2 separate regions of the Mus musculus genome follow, and region 1 is linked to region 2. Evidence: chromatin contacts called from public HiChIP or PLAC-seq data. All regions are on one chromosome and are shown on one strand. The core of a region is the stretch at or near the end of the contact, and the rest is flanking DNA. Distances in the headings are between cores, read along the strand shown.

The links. HiChIP or PLAC-seq counts read pairs in DNA pulled down with a chosen protein or histone mark.
Region 1: a contact with region 2 is called in an H3K27ac HiChIP or PLAC-seq map of embryonic stem cells, with 8 read pairs. The contact joins the promoter of Dubr here to the enhancer-like site in region 2. A contact is called at or near these places in 6 of 39 promoter capture datasets (the C10 cell line, liver, neural stem cells and 1 more), 3 of 484 Hi-C or Micro-C datasets (bone marrow-derived macrophages and embryonic stem cells), 8 of 115 datasets of contacts at active chromatin or transcription factors (acute myeloid leukemia, bone marrow-derived macrophages, embryonic stem cells and 1 more) and 1 of 9 other capture datasets (embryonic stem cells).

What each region holds. Positions count from the first base shown.
Region 1 is chr16:50,730,507-50,735,618 of GRCm38.p6, forward strand. It overlaps Dubr (Dppa2 upstream binding RNA), which reads right to left and starts at 2,267. Exons shown (of 2, transcript NR_028300.1): 1 at 1,912-2,267.
Region 2 is chr16:50,481,223-50,486,573 of GRCm38.p6, forward strand. Gm32231 (a long non-coding RNA gene) reads left to right here. Exons shown (of 3, transcript XR_384894.2): 3 at 194-473. Among named protein-coding and RNA genes, the nearest start is that of Gm32231, 5.0 kb to the left of the region's middle. Within about 2 kb of position 1,764, at least 20 of the 459 cell types and tissues checked have an H3K27ac peak or open chromatin away from gene starts, as enhancers often do. A contact at or near this core is called in embryonic stem cells, where this site is marked.

The DNA.
Region 1 (5,112 bases), core at 1,017-3,516, 250 kb after region 2:
GGTAGTACATCAAACACTCACACATAAGAGGATGCTATAGGTGAACATTCTTGTGACCTTGTGGGTAGGAAATGATTATTTATAGCTTAGCCAAGGTACTCAATTTACCGGGGGGGGGGGGAACTACACATTTATAATAATCTAACAGTGAGAGAGTTAAAATACAAACTGCAGAGGAGAAAAATGCATTTGGTGGTGGAGCACAGTCAGAATTTATAAGTTTGAAGTCAAGTGTGACTGGCAATCAATAGACACAGCTGAAGAGCCCTTTACTAAAGAGGATATATTAGTGGTTAATAATGGCATGATTCTGCCATCAGTTAACAGAGGTTTTTGTAAATTAACACTATACAACCACCGGATGTTGGGGAAGGTGGAATACTGAGAATTCTTATCAGACCAGGCTAGTGTAACAGTACACATGAAAAGCTCGCACTGTAACTCTAACTGTAAGCACAGGAGATGTCTGAGCTATTCAACATACAGGCATATATATCGAGAGGTGTATTCATGTGACAACAGGTAAGATTAATATTTACCCATGTGAGCACTATTTGTAAGAACACGAAACCTGGAGATAAATGTACAGTATCACTAAGGGAAATTGGCCACACATTATTTGCTTACTACACGATTGGACTTTTAGAGAATGATCCCAACAGGCAAGTCTATAGGCAAGATTGTCGGTTGTTTGGGGCTTGAGGGATAAGGGCTATCTTTGGAGGGCATCTATGACCTGATAGTTATGGTCCCACAAAGTGAATATAAAAAAAAACCCAAATCACATACTTTAAATGGATGAATTGTATGGCTTGAACCATATCTCATTATTACCATTATTAATACAATATTTTGTGTATATCCAAAACACTGGAGACCACACAACATAAGAGTAAAAGAATATTTTTAAACGACCCAATTGCGTGAAACAGCATGCATAAACTCAAATACAGTGTGGAATGAAAGGAGCAGGGCACTGCAGACTATTGGATGGATAACTATTATGACAGAAAGAACAATTAGAATACTTAATGCTAAGGCAGTGTCTATATTTAGCATGAGTGTGCTTTCTTTGTTACGGACTGCGATGAAGGAGGCTTGTACTAGATTATATCATCTAGACTGTTGCCAGAGTATGTTTGTTTAAGTACTGAACTGCATTTGTAATCGGCATACTATTTTCTGTGCTGTTTTTCAACAAATGTTAAACAGCTTCAACAACCTAGTTGTTCAGTAAGTGGTCTTACCAAGTGAGCACTGAAAAAAAAAGAGGGTTAAAAGCATACATAAAGCTTTTCAAGTTGTTTTAAGTTTGTTGGGATTATGTAGAATTTCAACATTCTTCTATACACTTTTCAGTATGTTTTAAATGATCACACTGGACATATCACAGCAAAAGAGACATTATCAAAACACAATAGTTTACCTTTTTACACTAAGCCAATTTATCCAAAGTGTTGGACTTTACTAGCCACGGAAAGTGACCGATTCAGAATAAAAGACTAGCCGGTTTGGCTACTGTTCTAAGAGGTTCCTGGCGGTCTTGACTGGTAACCGGCCAGGGGAGGAGGCGCAAACAGGTACGTGGGATTCCTGGGCTGGTGTTCAGAACCAGGTGCAATCGAAGCCTGGGCATCCTTACAGAAACTGGATCCTTTCTGCAAGCACCAGAGACGCGGCGCCAGCTCCCAGAAAGTGAAGGATTTGCCTGCCATCGCAAATCTGCAAGCGTTTAAGGCCGGCGGCCGTGAGTGGGTGTTTCCTCCTCCTATGCAAGGTTGTGAAAGATGAGTACGTGACAGATTTCGCTCTTCCTGGGGGGCGGGGGTGGGGTGGTCACAGAACTGGTAACTCTCTAATTGGCGACTCTCCAGAGGAATCTTAAAGCACGTAAAGTTTTTTTCTTTTTACCTGGGCTGGCGTTGGCGGGTAAAGAGCGGGGTGTGGCCGGATGCCTTCCGCGGCTCAGGATGCCCTGAACGCTCAGGACGCTCGCACTCTTGGGGCGGAGTCCACTCTGTGTCAGGACACAGTCCCGTTGGGACAAGAGGAGACTCGCATCCCTTCAGCCGGCTTAGAGAAGCGGGAACTTCTTCGGACTCGAACAAGGTGCGATGCCACTCCGAGCAGCCTACGCGGAGCAGTTTCGCCTTTTTTCCATCGCCGGGATCTTCACCGTTCTGACAGGTCTGCCCGTTGCTTTGCAACTTTGCTAGAAGCGCGGCCTGGGTGCGGCTGACAGCTCTACGCACGCGCGGTGCCGGTCCACGTCCCGCCTACCTTAAGGCTCCTCCCACAGAGCAGGTCACGCCCACCGCTTAGCTTTGGCTGCTGGCTGAGCTGCGGCTAGGAACCAGTCGCCGCTGGTGCTGTGGGCGGAAGAACACACACTGGATTCTGAATTAGTTGTGAACAGTGTCTACCTTCCCCCAGAGATAACATCCATACTAGACCTGTGTAAGCGGCGAGATCCTGTGCTTCAACCTAGTTTCTCAGAATAAGCGATTTTTCTCCATCGGGGTTTCTCAAGCACCCGTGGTGGTAGAGATTCGGGCTAGGTGATCATACAATGTGTCCATAAGGTGAAGTGACTTAGTATTTTGCAGCATCCCCGATTTCTAGTCTCTGGGTGGCAGCTTCAATCTCCACCCCTCTTATCTCCCTGATTCTGAGCAACAAGAATATACTCGAATTCTGCTACGTATGTGCCCATATTTGACTACAGGCTTAAAATACAGCAGGGGTCAAGAAATGTAACAAGTTTAGTAACCTCTATCTGATAGAGTTAATATGATTTAATTTCCTCAGTTGTTCCAAAAAATATTCAATTTTTACTTTATCGTTTGTTGGTAGAATTTAAATCTAGGATTAAGTTGATTACATAACACATTTAGATGTCAATTATCGGTCTTCATTCCATTTAGTTCAGTTCTCCACCCCCTCTTTGCTGTTTTCTTGACATTGACTAGGATGGGTCTCCTCCCAGAGTATCCTTCACTCTCTCTATTTGACTGTTTCTGCATATTGGTAAGACTGGTGGAAATTTTACCTAGATGATTTTTCGGTTTTCAAATGACTGTCTACCTATTCTAACAAGATAACTTTATAAAATTCCTTTTCCTCTTTACTTCTAGGGATGTGAGATACCACCTATGTCAATTTCTACACTGTACATGAGTCCTGATCTATATAATTTTTCTTTTCCACATTGATTAGATATTGTCATATTCGAAATTTATCCTTTTTAATTGTAGTCTGTGCAGCGTATTGCAATGTCTGAAAGGGCTTAGGCCTGCCTCATTGCGGCTTGCTTTTACATTATTTTTTCCCATATAAACAATAGAATATAGCTTCATTAAAATACTTTTGGAGAAACGGAGAATAATTTGATGTGCTTTCCCATTGGAGAACGGAATTTATCTTTCCTTTTATTGAAAATCCAGTTCTGTGACATTCAACAAGACTTTCTAGTGTTTTCCATATAGGATGCTTACATGTCTTGCTTATAGCGTAGTCCCTTTTGCATCTGCACTGTAAAAGAGCCTCATCCTATCTCTTCTTCCTCATGAGTGCTTGTTGCCCCAAACGACGACCATAATTTCTGTATGTAATTTTATATCTTGCTGTTAGGTTTAATTTGTTGCTGATTCAGGAGCTTGTCATCGGAGAACATCTTGCTTTTATGTCATTGTAGCCGTTATCCACTAAAGCTCAGACTGCCCTTGCTTGGCTCTTCTTACCTGACAGAGCTCCAAGGGTCTCCATGCGAGCGTCCTTCCTTCCTGAGGTGATATCAGCTCCCGTGTCAGCTCCCAGGCTTATTCCGGGGTGGTTCCCACTGTGTTGTTCCAGACTGAAAACCAACCGTTGCCCAGGGAGCCCTTACAGCTTCTGAGGCAGCCAGCTGACTGCAGCCTGTGAGCTTCAGGATGCTCATTGGCTTGGCATGGCTTCTGACTCTTCCACAAAATATTTAGAAAATATGTAATTTTTTTAAAGAGAGAAAAATAAAAGCCAATTTGTGGTAACAGTAATCTTCTACGTGAAAGATGATAGTATATTTGCTTACCCAATATTTTATCTCACCTCCTCTCTTTCAGGCTGAAAAGGATGAATCCTGCATTGTATGATGGTTTGCCTTTCCCTAGTAAAATGCCAAATGTGGTTAATCTATTAGGATTTGTTTCATGTTGCTTAGTCAAAAATAAAATTAAATAAATCTGCGGGAAAAAAACTATTGTTTTTAAATATATTTTTGAGTGGGATAATTAACTTATTTATTTATTGTTTTTTTTGTTTGTTTGTTTGCTTTTTGTTTTTTGAGACAGGGTTTCTCTGTATAGTCCTGGATGTCTGGAACTCACTTTGTAGACCAGGCTGGCTTTGAACTCAGAAATATGCCTGCCTCTGCCTCCCAAGTGCTGGGATTAAAGGTGTGCGCCACTATGCCTGGCTATTTATTTCTTTTACCATTTATTTATTCACTTTGCATCTGATTGCAATCACCCCTCTTCCCAGTCCCCTCTCTTATGACCCCTCCCCTCCCCATTCACCTTTCCCTCTGAGCGGGGGTGGGGTGGGGCGGGGGAGTCTCCCTTTCTTATCAATGTACCCTGGCACCTCAGGTCACTGCAGGTATATCCTCTCCCACTGAAACGCATTTATTTCAGTTCCTAGTTTGTATTGATGATCTCTCATTTTTATTCTGAACATTCTTCAGCTGATCTTAAAGATTATTGTTGTGGGGTTTTTTTTCTAGAAATTCTCAGAATCAACTGAGATTGATATTGAGATTTAATAGATAAAATTTTCAAGGTCAGAGGATTTTTTAAGTTACGTTTTGATGGCTGTGGTTTCTGGTTTTATAATATAATTAATTAAAAAATATTGTTCATGTTATGTTTCTTCATGTACTTTATCAAGGTATGCCTATTTTTGCCTCTGAATGTAAATTCTAGGCAATTTTAATAAATAATTTTGTTAAATTGCAGCTGGTTTAAGAGATTGTGTTATACACTATTATTATTTATGTATTTCAATTTTTCTCTAAATTAATTGTAATTCTTTCTTTATGATTATGGGCTATATACTTTTTCATAACTTTCTTTTAAC
Region 2 (5,351 bases), core at 514-3,013:
AACATGGGAAGAGGAATTCTCAATCCTAATTGCTGAATGTTTGAAAATGATCCTTCTTAGCTGTACTTAAAAGAAGACATTACTGATTCCAAATATGTGATGCCCAGCCCATAGTGGTTTCATTGTGTTGCTCTGAGTTTGCCATGGGGACTCCAGACACAGCTTTCTAAAACTTCTTGCTACATTTGTCCAGATTCACAGCCTACACTGAAGCCAACAAGACCCAAATTCCAACCACAAAATCTCTTCTTCCTGCTATAATTTATTACCTCAGTTGAAGACAACATCAATCCTCTGAGTCACCATCCTTCATCACCGCGGCCCTCCCCTCCCCCTCCATCTTTCCCTATGGTATGCAGCCCTGGGAGCCTTGCTGGATCTACGCAAGAGCTTCTTTGTTTCCACTCGGGATCCCAGCAGCTCTGAATGTAGCACGCCATGGCTCTATTATTTAGATGATTCCTGTCTACCTCTTCCAGACCATCCCCAACATTCTGAGATTTCTAGAGCAATCTTGCCAAGATAAAAATGTAATCATGTCACTCCAGTAATCAAACCTATGTAGTCTTCCTGTTATCTACAGGATCACGTTTGCCTATGTTGTCTGGCTTGGTGGGGGTGGGGTGGGGTGGGACGAAGAAGCAACTAATAACGTGCTAAAATATATGAATAAAAATAAAATTGCTAGGAAGTATATTGGAAGAGGTCTGAAGCTGATTATCGTTTGTCTTTTTAGTTGTATTCCCTGTACCTCCTTTCCCTGGTATTCATGAACTTCCTCTCCCCAGGGATCCTAGTCTCTTGTGACAACTGGATGCTCTTTTCCATCTGTTTCAGTCTTACAGTCACTCCTGCCAAGGTCAGCACTCCTTCGTCAGCATCTCCTTCTTTGTGTGACCTTGCTGAGAGCGCTGCCACTCCCCAGCAGCTTCTCCTAGTTACATCTGGAACCACATTCCACCCTGTATCATTGACACCATCTATATCCCCCAGCGTACCCTCGACTCCCAGCCTTCGCCAACCCGATTTCTCCTGGAGGTACCACCTTCCATGGACAATGTTGGGTTGTGAGCAGCTTCCTGTGGACTTTCCGGTCAAACCTGGAACACAGCAGGGCAAGGCTGCCCGGAGATTTCGCCTGAATGAGGCACCTTCTATGGCTTCCTCAGGGTGCCCCAGTAGGATGGCGCTCCAGTTGTTCACAGCAGAAAACTGCTCGGTAATGCTACTTTTATTACCATTTAGCAGGCTTCCTCATCTAACTTCCTCACTTCCCTCCTGCTGCGTTCTGTGATCACCCCCCAAATAAATGCAAACGCATTCTTGTCTCCGGGGTCCGCCAGTGGGGAAGCCCAGTGTCTCTGCAGTTAAGACCGGCTGCTTAGCCATTTCCTGTTAGAGCCTCATTTACTTTGAGAACTCTTTACTGGGAAAAACCCCTTGGTGTCAGGAACTGTGTCTTCCTCTGTATGTTTCTTCCAACCTGAGGTAAATGTCCAACGTCTAAAGATTGAAGGAAAAAATGTTTCAATAAAGAAGAAAGTCAAATCCAGGAACGTACAAGAAGGAAAAAAGTTAAAACCTTCAAGGATTTCCTCCAGTAAACCCTGTGACTGCCCTGTCATTCCCTGGGAAGCTGCGCCCATGGAGAAGAGAGTTATCTATCTGTAGCCTCCCTTCCCCGCGTTTCCCAGTTAGCTCGAGTTGAGAGTCAACTTTTTCATGTATCTGTGTGCTTCTCCTCTGGCGTCTATGATCCCTGAAGACAGGCCTTTGACCATGACTCTTAATAATAAAAGTCCCTCACCTGCTGCCTGGCACACAGTATGTGCGGATCCAAAACCCATCAAAAATCAAATAAAATCAAGAGAAACGAAGCACCTGAGAGGGCTTTATATAGTTTACATAGTATTTTATTTTATATAGTTTATTTTTCAGTATTCATCTATGCTAAGCACTTCTATACCTACTCTAGGAAGCCAAAATAGCAGAGTTCACAGCCATTGCATGAATTAAGTTGAGAGCATCTAAATTAGTTTTCTACTGTACTTAAGCAACAACTTGAGCAATGGCTTCCTTCAATCATGATGGCAAGAGGAATGTGGAATGCAAATGAACTTCTGAATGTCCCGACTGTAGCCTTTTCCTCCGTCCTGGCTTCACCTTCTGTCCATTTTACCCATCCCCTCTTCTGCAGCATTCATATACATTTAGCCATTTCTCTTTTTTTTGCCCTCCAGAATAGGCGATCTCCAGATCTTACAATTTTTCCTGCAACCAGAAAGTATATCGGGCCCAGCTGTGTGTTCCCCTGGCTTCTGTAGACATAACCCTTTAAAAGTTAGCTTAAAGGAAGCAAAATAACATGAAACAATGTGTGGGGGATTAATACTGGTGTGGACCAACCTCTACAATGAGGAAGGAAGAGGAGGAGGAGGGAGGAGGAGGAAGGGGGGAGGAAGAGAGGAGGAAAGAGGAATGGATGATGAGGAGAGGAGGAGGAGAAGAAAGGAGGAGGGGATGAGAAGAGGAAGCAGAGGAGGAGGAAGAGAAGAGGAAGAGGAAAATAGGGAGGAAGGAAGATGAGAGGGGAAGGAAGAGGAGGAGGAGAAGAAGGAGGAAGAGGAGGAGGAGGAGGAGAAGGAGGAGGAAGCAAAGAAAAATAACTTTTAGGATTTCAGTTTCTGTTCAGTCATCAAGTCCTGGTAGGGCAGAACTGCTTCAGCCTGGCCCTAGGAAACGTGCTGATCTCCTCAGCCAGTAGCATTAGGAGCCAAGAAGGACGAAATTAAAGACCAGTCTGTACTCCTAAGTAAAGACCATTGCTTCCCTAGATGGTCCAAACGTCTGAGTTAGAGAGAGGATTAAAGACAGTTGAGTAGATTGTGGGTGTGGCTATGGCTCGGAGACTTGTGAATGGAGTTGTTTCCAATGGGCTGGGCACACTAAAAAAAGGCAGACACAATGCAGTCAGGCATAATGGAAACCATGCTACGAAAAACTGTTCACTTAGGATGGCAGGTCCGATATCTGTAAAATACAAAGTCAAATTTGGAACTGAGTAAATTCAAACCTGACATGATTTGTATACTAGTATTAATGAACAGTAGCACACATAGTTGGTAAGGAAGACACAGTGTCTTTGAATCACAGTGTGTTTTGAGTGCTCTCTGATCAGTATGACAACCAAGAACAGGAACATGGCAGAGAAGATCTGCAATCCATGTACGTATCAGTTTGTTGTGAGACCAGTCAATGAAAAAACGAAAAGAGATAAAAAGGAAAGAAAACACATGGCTAGGTATGGCGGAGAAGAAAGTTTACTGTACATATGTGAGAATCTGGGAGAGCATAGCCAGAGGCAGACACATCTGGGAGAGTCGAGAGTAGTACGGGAGGAGAAGGGATTGGGTGGAGACAAGAACCAAATGCAATATCAAAGAGGCCAAAGGCACAAAAGGGGTGGGTAACCAAAATGATTGGATTATGTAGAGAAGAGCCTTGGCAGGAAGGGCAGTGCAGCCCCAGGGCTGAAGAGTCCAGGGTAGCCGGTGGGGTATGCCAGCTATAACTGATGAGGACTGAGGGATGCTGGGAGAATCCAGAGGCCCGGTACGCTTTGATATGTTAAATTGTCAACATAGCCATTTGTTTGGCTATGTTTGGCGCTTAACAACCAAGTAAGTTGCTGCTTTAAGCGAAATGAAACAAACAAACAAATAAACAAACGAACACCCTCTGCCCTCCAGTTTCTTGTTCAAAACTTACATTTTGAGAGTTCCACTCTGCACCTCCCATTTTTGGTAGTGGTAGGGAGCAGTTTTAGGGCCTGCAACATGCACACTGAGCAAGCACTCGACACTTAGCTACATGCCAAGCCCCGTTACTGATTTAACAGAGTGGAACATTAAGCCTAGGCTAGGCAGGGGTAGCCCTGTGCAACTCACATCTCCTACCTCACGACGCCAGGTCTGATTACCTTCCTCACAGCTCCTACCCCTCGAAGCTATGCCAGACTACCCTCCATTTATTGAGCTCCTTCTCCAGGAGGTTGTATTCCCATTCACTCTTGATTAAAGTGCATATGGAAACTCCGTTAGAACTCGAAGTTTGCAGTTGGAATTCACATTGTACCTGGCTGTGGTTTGAGCATTTCTGTCCCCCTTCATTCTCCAGTGGCGGCGTTGAGAAGTGGCTCCTTAAGAGGAGGAGTTTAGGTCACGAGAGGAAAGCTTTTGTAAATGGATTGACGTTGCTCCTGTGGGTGAGTTCCCAAGGGAGCAGGTTATGACAAGGGGGCGTCCACCCCTTGTGTTTTCTGGCTCTAGCACAAGTCTGTGTGGCCTTCTGTTTTCCTGTCATGAGTTGAGGCTTCACGAGGGTCGTTGCCGGATGACTCGCCAGCCTTTTAACTGGAGATCTCCTGAACGATGCATGCACACACGTGGACCACTTTCCTTTCCGCGAGGTCCCTAATCTTAAGTATTCTAAAATCGCAACAGAAATCAGACTGAGACAAAAACCAAGGGAGCTACTTACACGGAATTCTGTGATTTCTTAATACATGGGAGTCAACTCATTCCACCGTGGGAATCACCAGAGGTTTTGGAGGTAGTGCCGGTTCTTAATAAAACTTCAGTAATTAACCTTGGGAGGATATTCTCTAAAATCCTTTCCGCTTGATTATCAGTTGTTAAAAGCCAAGACCTGCTCTCGGAACTTTGAGGTTTCATCTGCGCACCCCCCAACCCCCACCAAGGTTTGGGAATGGGGGAGGAGGGCATTACTTATCCATTGCTTATTTTATTGTGGTCTTCCCACAAATCCCTCCCAGTTCCCTTGTTGGGGTTGAATCCCTAGCTTTTTGTATTCAGGGCCTCTCTCTAAACAGGCCTCTCCCCCTCCTCCCTGTAGACCTCCCTAGGACATAGAGGGAGGAGAATAAATCTACTTGAGTTACACAACGTGTTCTCCACTCCTCCTGTCTCAAATTGTACTCCTCGCCTTATCTTGGAGGCTCAGCTGTGTCCTTGAAGCTATCCTTGACTTGTGTCACGTTATTCTCCCTGGGAATAGAGTGAGGGGTTAGAACAAGTCTTGAAAGTGGAACAAAGATGCGATTATGCCAACCCAACTCGGCCCAAACTTCCAGTTTGGGAGGTCAGTTTCCTGCATATGCTCCGTGACAGGTAATCCGAGAACCACATTGTCTTAGTAAGCCTGGCAAGTTCACGGGTGGTTCTACGGAAGTGATGGGGATGCCGTCATAACTTCTGTGCCCTGGAAACGTGTGCTCTGTGAATGAAATCTTTAAGCGATTTCTGTTTGTTTGTTGACGAGGTGTTTGAATG